Linked DNA regions of Zea mays: region 2 is linked to region 1. Evidence: chromatin contacts called from public Hi-C data. All regions are on one chromosome and are shown on one strand. Each heading gives the region's core, a stretch centred on a gene start, on an enhancer-like site or on the middle of the called end of the contact. The rest is flanking DNA. Distances are from core to core; before and after follow the strand shown. Region 1 holds the start of LOC100381631. Region 2 holds the start of LOC103648407.

Region 1 (5,044 bases), core at 120-2,619:
ATTACGTGTGGAGAAAGATAAAGTTATTCATAGGGCTCAGGATCTAGAAAGTGACGGATTCCTACTATTACAGCGACTCAACCGATTATGTGTTTATGTTGATTTTGGATGGTTTTTGCCCCAACGAATTTTATAGAAGCTGGCTGAAATGCTGAGCGTTTGGCAGTCCGCAGCAGCTTTTGGTGGCCAGAAGCTGCCAGAAGCCCGGAACCGTACACGCGCCGCGGCCGCACGATCGTGTATCGGGCCTACGCCGCGCGACGACGCGAGTGCTCCCGGCTCCCGCACTGGCTCAATGTGTCACTCCGCCGCCTCGTCTCCGTCGTGGCCCGCCTCAGATGTAGAGAAAATAATGAGGAGGTTAGATGAGAAATTACTAAATTTAATAACTTTATTTAGAGAAATGTTGGAGAGAAATTTTTATATTAGAGAAAAAGAGTTATCTAAATTATTGATTTAGAAAGTCTTTTAGAGCACGTAACTAGTGAAGTTGCTCTCACCACTGGCCACAACGCGGGCAGAGGTCTCTCCTCTCTCCATATCTATAGTCAAGGTCCCAAGGACGACGACGAGTCACAGCTAAGCAAAGGTTTCCACCTTGGCTGCCTTAATCTCTAATCAACCAAGTGCAGGCAGCACCCCAGCGCTCGATTTGTTCTCTACGTCGCGAGGAAACCGCGTATACGCGCGCGTTCCCTGCGCTCTGGCTCAGCGAGCACATGCGATGCGAAGCCTGCTCGCTTTTGAGCTCCCAACCCAAACTTTCTTCCCAAGAATGAGGGTCCGCGTCAGCACGTACGTACGTACGTCGCCTTGTCGAGAACCCGAGATGGTTTGGAGAAAGGTGAAAGTGACAAAAGGACCGAGCAAGGCCACGAATGAGTGACCGTTGCCGAGCAGTCGCGCACATCTTTTGCCTGAGGGCTTTTTCACATGGGACTCGTGCATGAGATGAGATGAGATTCGCACAACTTCTCCACGTATGGTTCAATTACTAAGAACGTACGAATGAATTCAACAGAACACGTCCAGTTCAATTACCAAGGATTTAGCCGCGCTAGAAGAAGAAGAAAAAAAATCCAGCGTTTCAATCGTTGGTTTCGACCGGGATTTAACCCACCAGCATACGTACTAGATTGGACCTAATTTGGGTGGCTAATAAAATGACATCCAGGATGCCATCTCTCCAGCCCGTCCGATCCTACGTTTAATAAACATGAAGAATCACGCAAAACTGTCTGCAGCCACCTTTTTTTCTACTCGGCCACGGGCCACCCACGAGTTCAGTACTCGTTCAGAGACCACTCGCAAAACCCCCGTCTCCGGTCTCCCACTCTCCCTCGCCTCGTTCCGCTCCCGTCCCCAACTCCTGCATCGGCTGGGCTCTCGCCACCGCAGCACCGCCCCGCCGCTCGCCGACCACGCCTCCCGCCGCCGCAGAGCTCCAGCTCTCACTCACTGCTCTCGCAGGCGTCCTCTTCCTTCCGCTTCCGCTTCTGCTGGAGACGGTATCCGTCTGGACCTGGAGGACTGGACTGGGCTCTCCTTTCGCTGGTAAGGAGAGGTCTCTTCTGTTTGCCCGCCGTGATCTCTCAACTCCAAACGCTACTCTGTCCGATGGACGCTTGGTTCCGCTCAGTTCGTGCCGGATTGTTCGTTTGGCGGAGTGCTAAGCGGTAGCTTATTTGTCCGAAATTCCGGAGGGGTTCGAGTTCAGTCGTCGAACTCGAACCCCCATGCCCGACGTGAAGTTCGCCTGCCATCAGCTTTCAAGGGACGGGACGGGACGGGAGTTCCTGTGTACTACTCCAGATGCTTCGCCGCCAGGGCATTTGATCATTTGTGTTTGAGCAAATGTCTAGGACTTGTGAAACTTCGGCCATACATAGGTGTCGTCGCTTCATGGTGTGTGTGTCCCTGTGTTCAAGTGCTCTTCTGTCTTCCCTGAAGAACCGGCATTGTTTTACTGCACGGCGTATAACGGGAGCTCGTCGCCGATGTCCTATGCACATGAAATCGGAACCCGTATTTGTTTATTTATTCAGTATCATGAGAACTTCTTTAACCAGTTCGTGCGTGGTTTGGCATGTTAGTGGCATCCTAATCCTATTATTGGTTTACTTTGCGCTCATCACAATGCACCTTATACTGCTCACTCAACTTACACATGGCTGTTCCTTTTCGTCAGGTCATATGGTGCCATCGGAACCACAGACTGTAGTTGAGAACAAGCATTCCACAAGTGTGGGTGCCGAAGAGGTTATAGTAGTACAGTAATGCTGGTTCCTTGTTTTCTTCGTCTTTGCCAAACATGAAGTTTGATATGTTTCTTGTCTGTCAGCTTCTTTTGACAAAAGATGAAAGCACATCTACCACTGTCGTCCAAGGTGCAGGCTCCTTAATGTCACCAAAAGGTGTTCAAGAGGAAGCTAGCTTTATGGGTAAGGGTAAAGGTGGAGAACAACAGTTGGGCTACCAGCCCAATGTGTATGTTTCTCAGCCACACACACCCTTTTCTGGAGGTTAGACTTCTTTTTTGTTTCTCTGTGTTGATGCTTACACCTACCTGTACATTGTTGCACAAGATAGAATGCACTAATGCTGCATAATATGGTCTGACTATAATCTGCCCCCCCCCCCCCCCCCCCCCCCCCAATAAAAGACAAATTCATGCATTTACGTCTATAAGAATTACCTATTATTTAGCCCCCATGATAGTTTTTTCTGCTTGACTTGATCTAAGCTTTTGCTTTCATGACTTCATCTACAGGATACTCGAACCATTTGGATCAATGGGAGGGATACCCATATGCTGTGAGTGCAGAGGGACTTGATGCTGCATACCCTGTAAACCTGTTTCTTAATTTTCTTGAACATGTTTACTGAAGTGATTTTACTGCAAAACTAGTTACTCATGTATCTCCTCAATATGCAAACATTTCACAGGTGACGTATGGAGCTTATTCCCCTTTGTCAGCCATTGGAGATAGCCATACATATTTCTCTTTGCTCTGCCCCTTGTCAAGGCCTTGCTACCAGCCACCTGCTTCTCCAAACATGAGATATTCAAGTCCTGGTACTGGAATATCTCAATTTTATCCTATGCACCAGTATTACAGTCCTGACGAAGTTCATTACTCAGTGACTCCTAGCTTCTATCAGCCTTTTGGTTCTTTTAACGGAGGTAAGAATTCATTTTGTCGATACCTTTGTGGCTGTTTATAGTATATATGAAATTTGATTTCTTTTACTGTATAATTCCCATTCCATTTTGGAAATTTGTTGCAGTTCCAATGCAACCGAGTAGTTTTCCTGGATTTTTTGGGCAAGGAAACATACCCCTGACTTCTAGAATGGTATGTGGTCATTTAATTGCATTCTAGCATGTTCTTGTGAATTGATATATCAGTGACTATGATCCAAACATGGTTCTATAACTAGATGGATTTTTAATTATACTTCCCCTGCACTTTCCATGCCAGTTTTGTTGTTTTGGAACTGATGGCATGCATTCTTTTAGCATCAGGAGTCCATGTCTAATTCTGGATCACACAAGGCATTCCAGCAAGGTGGTAAATTTGGAGGCAGTACACAAAGTTGGAGCACTGCTAGTTGCAAATTCGGTACCTTCAAGGATGAGAAGTGCTCTCCTGACTTTCTGAATGAGCAATGCCGTGGCCCAAGGGCCACCAAAACAAGGAAAGAAGTGGGGAGCTCTTCAACCGAAGACAAAAATAAGAATGTCTTGCCAATAGCTGATTCTGATAAATACAACCACCCTGGTTTTGTGACTGAGTACAAGGATGCCAGATTTTATGTAATAAAATCCTACACTGAAGATCACATTCACAAGAGCATAAAGTATAATGTTTGGGCCAGCACTCCCAGAGGGAACAGAAAGTTAAATGCTGGTTATCATGAGGCAAAAGCGAAGGAAGATCATTGTCCTATTTTCTTGTTTTTCTCGGTATGGTTATTCACTTTATCGTTATATTTTTTTAACCATTTGCATTCTTACTGAGGGAGAAACAGGACAATCTCCATGCCCACGAGTGCCCGGTTACCATATGATTTGGCTTGGAGTTGGTCACTGTGCTAAACGAAGATGACTTATCAATTTACGACTATTTTTTTGCAGGTTAATAGCAGCGGTCATTTCTGCGGTGTGGCTGAGATGATTGGACCTGTCAATTTTGACAAGAGTGTTGATTACTGGCAGAATGAAAGATGGAATGGCCAATTCCCTGTCAAATGGCACATTGTTAAGGATGTCCCAAACAACATTGTCCGGCACATCATCCTAGAGAACAATGAGAACAAGCGAGTTACAAATAGCAGGGACACGCAGGAGGTGCAAATACAACTGATGCACATAGTTCCCATCTAGCTTTATGTTTCTGGGCAATTTTTGAACAATAGTTCCATTAACTTAACAAGCTAACTTGCAGGTGAAACTGAAGCAGGGTCTCCAGATGTTAGCCATCTTCAAGAACCATGAAGCCCAGACAAACATCCTTGAGGACTTCGACTTCTATGAGCAACGAGAGAAAGCTATGCTAGATGACAGGCAACAACAGAAGCCAGAGTGTTCCGATACTGGCAAGCAGGTGCAGGCCAGTGCACCGGTGGATATTGTGACTGGTATGTCGGACGCATTTGCACAGGCAGTTCAATTGGAAAAAACCAATGACAAAGAAAATAAACCAAGGATTGAAGATGCTGATGCTGCTGATAATGCTCCCGCTGCTCCTGTGAAGATCGAAGAGGACATGCTGAAAACAGCGGAAGTGGGAGGCCTCTTGAAGGAAAGCGGGTGATTGCTCGTTCTCCATTCATGACTAATCCAGAGCAGCAGCTGGGCCCATTTCTGAAGCCATTTCAGGGATGAGAGAATAAGAGTTATGCAAATATTTGCAGCCACAGGTTCAAAGCAGCCTCTCCGCATTTGTTGCTCAGACCTCTTATGTGGAGTCTGACACTGGGCCCTTTTGTACAGCATGGTAGGCTAGAGACATAGGCTTTGTTTTACCTTCAGTTAGCTTTG
Region 2 (4,789 bases), core at 1,896-4,395, 240 kb before region 1:
ACACTCTACAGTACATGTCCGGTGCGCCACCGGACATCCAGGCGGGCCCAGAAGACAGAGCTCCAACGGTCGGAACCCAACGGCTTTGGTGACGTGGCTGGCGCACCGGTGCACCATACGACAGTCAGCCCCACCAAACGGCTAGTTTGGTGGTTGGGGCTATAAATACCCCCAACCACCCACCATTCATTGCATCCAAGTTTTCCACTTCTCAACCACTTACAAGAGCTAGGCATTCAATTCTAGACACAACAAAGAGATCAAATCCTCTCCAATTCCACACAAGGCTTTAGTGATTAGCGAGAGAGATTTGCCGTGTTCTTTTGAGCTCTTGCGCTTGGATTGCTTCTTTTCTTTCTCACTTGTTCTTGTGATCAAAACTCCATTGTAATCAAGGCAAGATGCACCAATTGTGTGGTGGCCCTTGCAGGGAAGTTTTGTTCCCGGTTTTGATTTGAGAAGAGAAGCTCACTCGGTCGGAGGGACCGTTTGAGAGAGGGAAATGGTTGAAAGAGACCCGGTCTTTGTGACCACCTCAACGGGGAGTAGGTTTGCGAAAACCGAACCTCGGTAAAACAAATCCTTGTGTCACACTCCTTATTTGCTTGAGATTTGTCTTGCACCCTCTCTCGCGGACTCGTTTTTATTTCTAACGCTAACCCGGCTTGTAGTTGTGTTTATATTTGTAAATTTCAGTTTCGCCCTATTCACGCCCCCTCTAGGCGACTATCAATAATACGATTTATAGGGGGGAGTTTGGAATAGGGGGTGTGATGGGAGAGATGTTGAATATAACATAAAGTGACAATGATGTGATGTCATAATCAGAACCTGCCAATAGTTATCGATGAATGATCCTGCCTTCACTGTATAGGCTTGGACAACATCCCTTCTTTGTGTGTTTGTTTCGGCTTATTTCTAGCTTTTCGCCACCAATAGTTGCTGCGGTGCTGCCAGTGTTTAAAATAGCGGGCTAAGGCATTTACCCCGGCCTTTTTAACAGCTAGAAAAGGATATATCCGGATATCGCCGCAGCTAAATGTTTTAGCGATTTTCAGAACATAGAACAATCGAGTAGCATTCTTTATGTAATAAACTAATAACCAAAGAAAAAAATACAATAGGTGGTTCAGACTTCAGAACCAGAAATTATAGTCCTTGTACGCCCAGCCGGGAACGCAGCTGCAAACTCAGCCACCACCGTCAGATACCGATCGATCGAGCTAAACCAATCTATGGCTGAACCTAAAATTGAGTTGCAATGCAAAGCTAACCCGCTCACGATGCCGCAGAGCGCTCTCCGGTACTCATCAAACAGTGGAGACTAGAGCCGAACAGAGCAGCAATGTCCTCGTGCGTCAGGAGCAGCAGCGTCCTCGTGCGCCAGGAGGAGCAGCGTCGGCCCACGCGTACACGCGTACACGCCAGGGCGTCTCGAGTCTCGACCACGCGTACACGCCGCTGCCCTACGCCGGCGTCCCTCGGTGGCTGCTGCTGCTGGACAGAGGGCGAGGAGAGGAGCAACGGGAGTTGTGAGTGTGACTGTGACACAAGCGACGACTAAGGTTAGCAACGGGAGCAACTGGGCATGTGTCGACATGTTATTTTGTTTTGGGCCTAAATTTCATTTGGCCCACAACGCACAACAACTCCTTTAGCGGGCTAAATGATGTAGTGTTTAGCTGTTTTAGCGGGCTAATGTCCGCTATTAGCGGTTCTCTCCGTTTAGCGCTAAAATGTGATTATCTTATCCCAACCTTCTGCAACAACTATATCCAGCTATTTTAAACATTGGCTGTTGCAGACTGTCAAATGTATAGCTTTTCAGCCTGTTTTTTTGTGTGGATCGCTTTTGTGAAAACCATCCAATCTCAATCTGAACGCATAGAATTGACCAAGTCTCACGAAAGTAGGAACCCGTCACTTTCTAGATCATAAACCCTATAGACCCATTTATCTTACTCCGCACGTAATCTTCACAATACTTAGATTCTCCCCACAACATATACATCATTTATTTAATTCTCCAACCTATCCATCCACATTATTTTTGTCTCTAAACTAGTAAACTATCCATTTTGACCCTTAAAATTATGTAGCTATATCATTTCAGTCCCTAAATTGCTACTCGTTAATCACCTATTAGTTACTCAATCTCCGTTCGCTTCTTCATGGCTCTAAGACCCAAATATAGATCGAGGATCTAAACAGGTGATTAACTTGTAATTTTGTGAGATTAGAGATTGTAATGACATAAATAAACAAGTTTGATGTTCCAAAATGCAATTTATGCGTTTAGAAAACCAAAATGCAATTTATTTGATATTATAATCTATTTTCGGATTATATAATCTAATTTATTTTAAACTAAGTATTTTCAATTAATACTTAGTTTGAAATAAGTTATATAAAACCTAGACAGATTATAATTTAAACAAACCGACTCTAACTCTGAGAATATAAATGTTTTATCTTGAACGGAGGGAATAATTCTTTTACTTTTTTTATATCGATGGAGCAGACAAACTGACAAAGTGCATACCTCGTCCTTGTACTGCGTTGCCGTAGCCCGTACATGTGGTAAGGTTGATGCGCACGCGTGGCGTTCCCCTCATCCGCATGGGTAGCTCATGCCACGTCTTGCACAGCTGCACAAGCACACTGTACGACCGATGGGATGTTTCATGATGGAACTTGAAAGCTCCTTGGACTTCGAGAGCATGTCAATATTTTTTTTTCAGAAAAAGAGAACATTCGAGGTGCTTGGCGCATAATTGAGGGTGTGTTTGGTTTGACTTTTGGCTTTGGCTTTTGCCCCCCTAAAAGCCAAAAGCCAACCAAAGGGTTGGATCCAGGAAACAACTTTTTCTAAAAGCCGACTTTCTCGTAGTGCAAATCTAAAAGCACCCCTGGACCTGCTTTTAGTGGCTTTTTGGATGGAACTGTGAAAACATATATCGAAGAATTTTTAATGACTTTTAGTGGTTTCCACCAAACGGTTTTTAGCTTTTTAACAGCTTACAGCCTACAGCAGCTTTTTCCACAGCTCACAGCCCACAGCAACTTTTTTCACAGCCACAGCCCAACCAAACAGACCCTGAACCCACTATGTTTTTTTCCAAAAAAGAGAACACATGAGGACCCGTTAGCCCAATTAGGCCGCAGTTTAACCGGCCACGGTACCTTCACAGCGCCAACGCCACAGAAACCGCCTCTCGAACCTCCTGGAGGCCGTCTGCCGGCGACTTGGAGTTGGAGGTGGACGCCTCGAGCGGTCGAGCCTCGCTGGACCAGTCGGTCGCCGCGGTGTCGTACCCGTACGCGTGGAAGCGGGAGCATGCGCGATGCGGGCGTGTGCGTGGGGAGGAGTCGACGACGGGTAACCACGGCGAGCGGCGAATGCAAAGCCCGCCCAGTCTCGTCGTTCTCCTCCCCTTCGCCTCCCGCCAGGCACGTCTGCCAGTGCGTGGCGGCCGCGGCGCGAGTGTTGGAGGTCTCGAGGGGCTGGTGGTTCGGAGCACGTCGAATTTGTTCGCGTGGGCTACTATAGCCGCCGCATGGGGCACGAAAGCTAGCGTCGAGAGCTCTGGATGGCGATGCTCGGCGAATCGGCCATCCAATCACCAAGCTTCGAACGGACCGCCGGCAACCGGCGGTGAGGAGGCGAACGTCGTAAAGCTTCTTCTCCAGGTGTGCTTTGCATTCGCCCATTCGCCCTACTCTCTTCTCGCGCACGGGACTGCTGGTGGGATTACACTATCGGAGCGGGCCTGAAAATTGATCTTGCATTTACAGACCAGCTTAATTTAATCGGTTGAGGTGGATTGTGTTTTATGGGGTAGCTCATAGCTGGAGTCAATGTTTGGTTCATTTATAGGCCCAATTAGGTGGGCTGAAGCTGCATAATGTAGGACCCGTCTCCTCCAGGTATCGATGCTATTAGCCTATTACACGAACCTTGTGCATGCTTCCTCAAATTGGGTCTTGTCGGCCAGGAACTACCGTGCGCTTTTGCTGAGCAACATCCATGTTAGGGCTTGTTCGGTTTCATCTCAATCCATGTGGATTGGAGGGGATTGAGCGGGTTCAAATCCATAGTAAGTCAAAATGTCTACTAAAATTTTCCAATCCCGTCCAATCCATGTGACGTAGGAATAACCGAACAAACCCTTATTGGTTGCTATGGTTCTTATGGAAAAGTAGGTAACTTGCAGATTGAGTTTTGGGACCAGTTATAGTAAGGCTCACTGTTGGGATCTTCTTGGCTAATTGTTTGTTTGGATCTTCTTGTTTTTCAGTGATTAACAATTAGCCAACAAATACTTAGTTGGCAAACAATTAGTCAGGTATGTTTGGAGTCTAGGCACATATGTCTTTTTATTTTTTTAATCTATTAGCACATATTAGCAAGTTCTAATGTCTAATAGGCAAACAATTTGTCAGCCTTCCGGCTAATAATTAACCAATTTATTATTCATCCCTTGGAGTACAAGGTGCTAAAATTAGCCGACAGTGTCAGATGGATCCAAACAGGGATCACAAAACTTGTCACTGAGAGACCACGTTAGGCCTCGCATTTGGATCAACGACTAAACTTTTATCATCTGCAACGGCAAGAGGGGAAACAAGCTAATACTCCCTCCATTTTTATTTGACGTTTTTAGTTTAATTTTGTACTATTTGGCGTCAAATATAAAAGGATGGAGGCAATACCTTTTTAACAGTTAGCAACTTATTTTAGATCATCCGAACAGGGCTGGTAGTGAAAGCGGAGTGCAACTAATAACTC

What was found. A called contact is a pair of places that touch in the nucleus more often than the background predicts.
Region 2: a contact with region 1 is called in a Hi-C map of an unstated tissue, with 2.9 times the contacts expected there. The contact joins the promoter of LOC103648407 here to the promoter of LOC100381631 in region 1. A contact is called at or near these places in 2 of 25 Hi-C or Micro-C datasets (bundle sheath and an unstated tissue).

What each region holds. Positions count from the first base shown.
Region 1 is chr2:11,568,012-11,573,055 of Zm-B73-REFERENCE-NAM-5.0, reverse strand. LOC100381631 reads left to right here and starts at 1,369. Exons shown (of 9, transcript NM_001174448.1): 1 at 1,369-1,554; 2 at 2,189-2,259; 3 at 2,342-2,522; 4 at 2,771-2,847; 5 at 2,947-3,184; 6 at 3,289-3,356; 7 at 3,521-3,967; 8 at 4,139-4,351; 9 at 4,449-5,044. The coding sequence starts at 2,194. The coding sequence ends at 4,817.
Region 2 is chr2:11,811,903-11,816,691 of Zm-B73-REFERENCE-NAM-5.0, reverse strand. LOC103648407 reads left to right here and starts at 3,145. Exons shown (of 3, transcript XM_020548143.1): 1 at 3,145-3,690. The coding sequence starts at 3,400.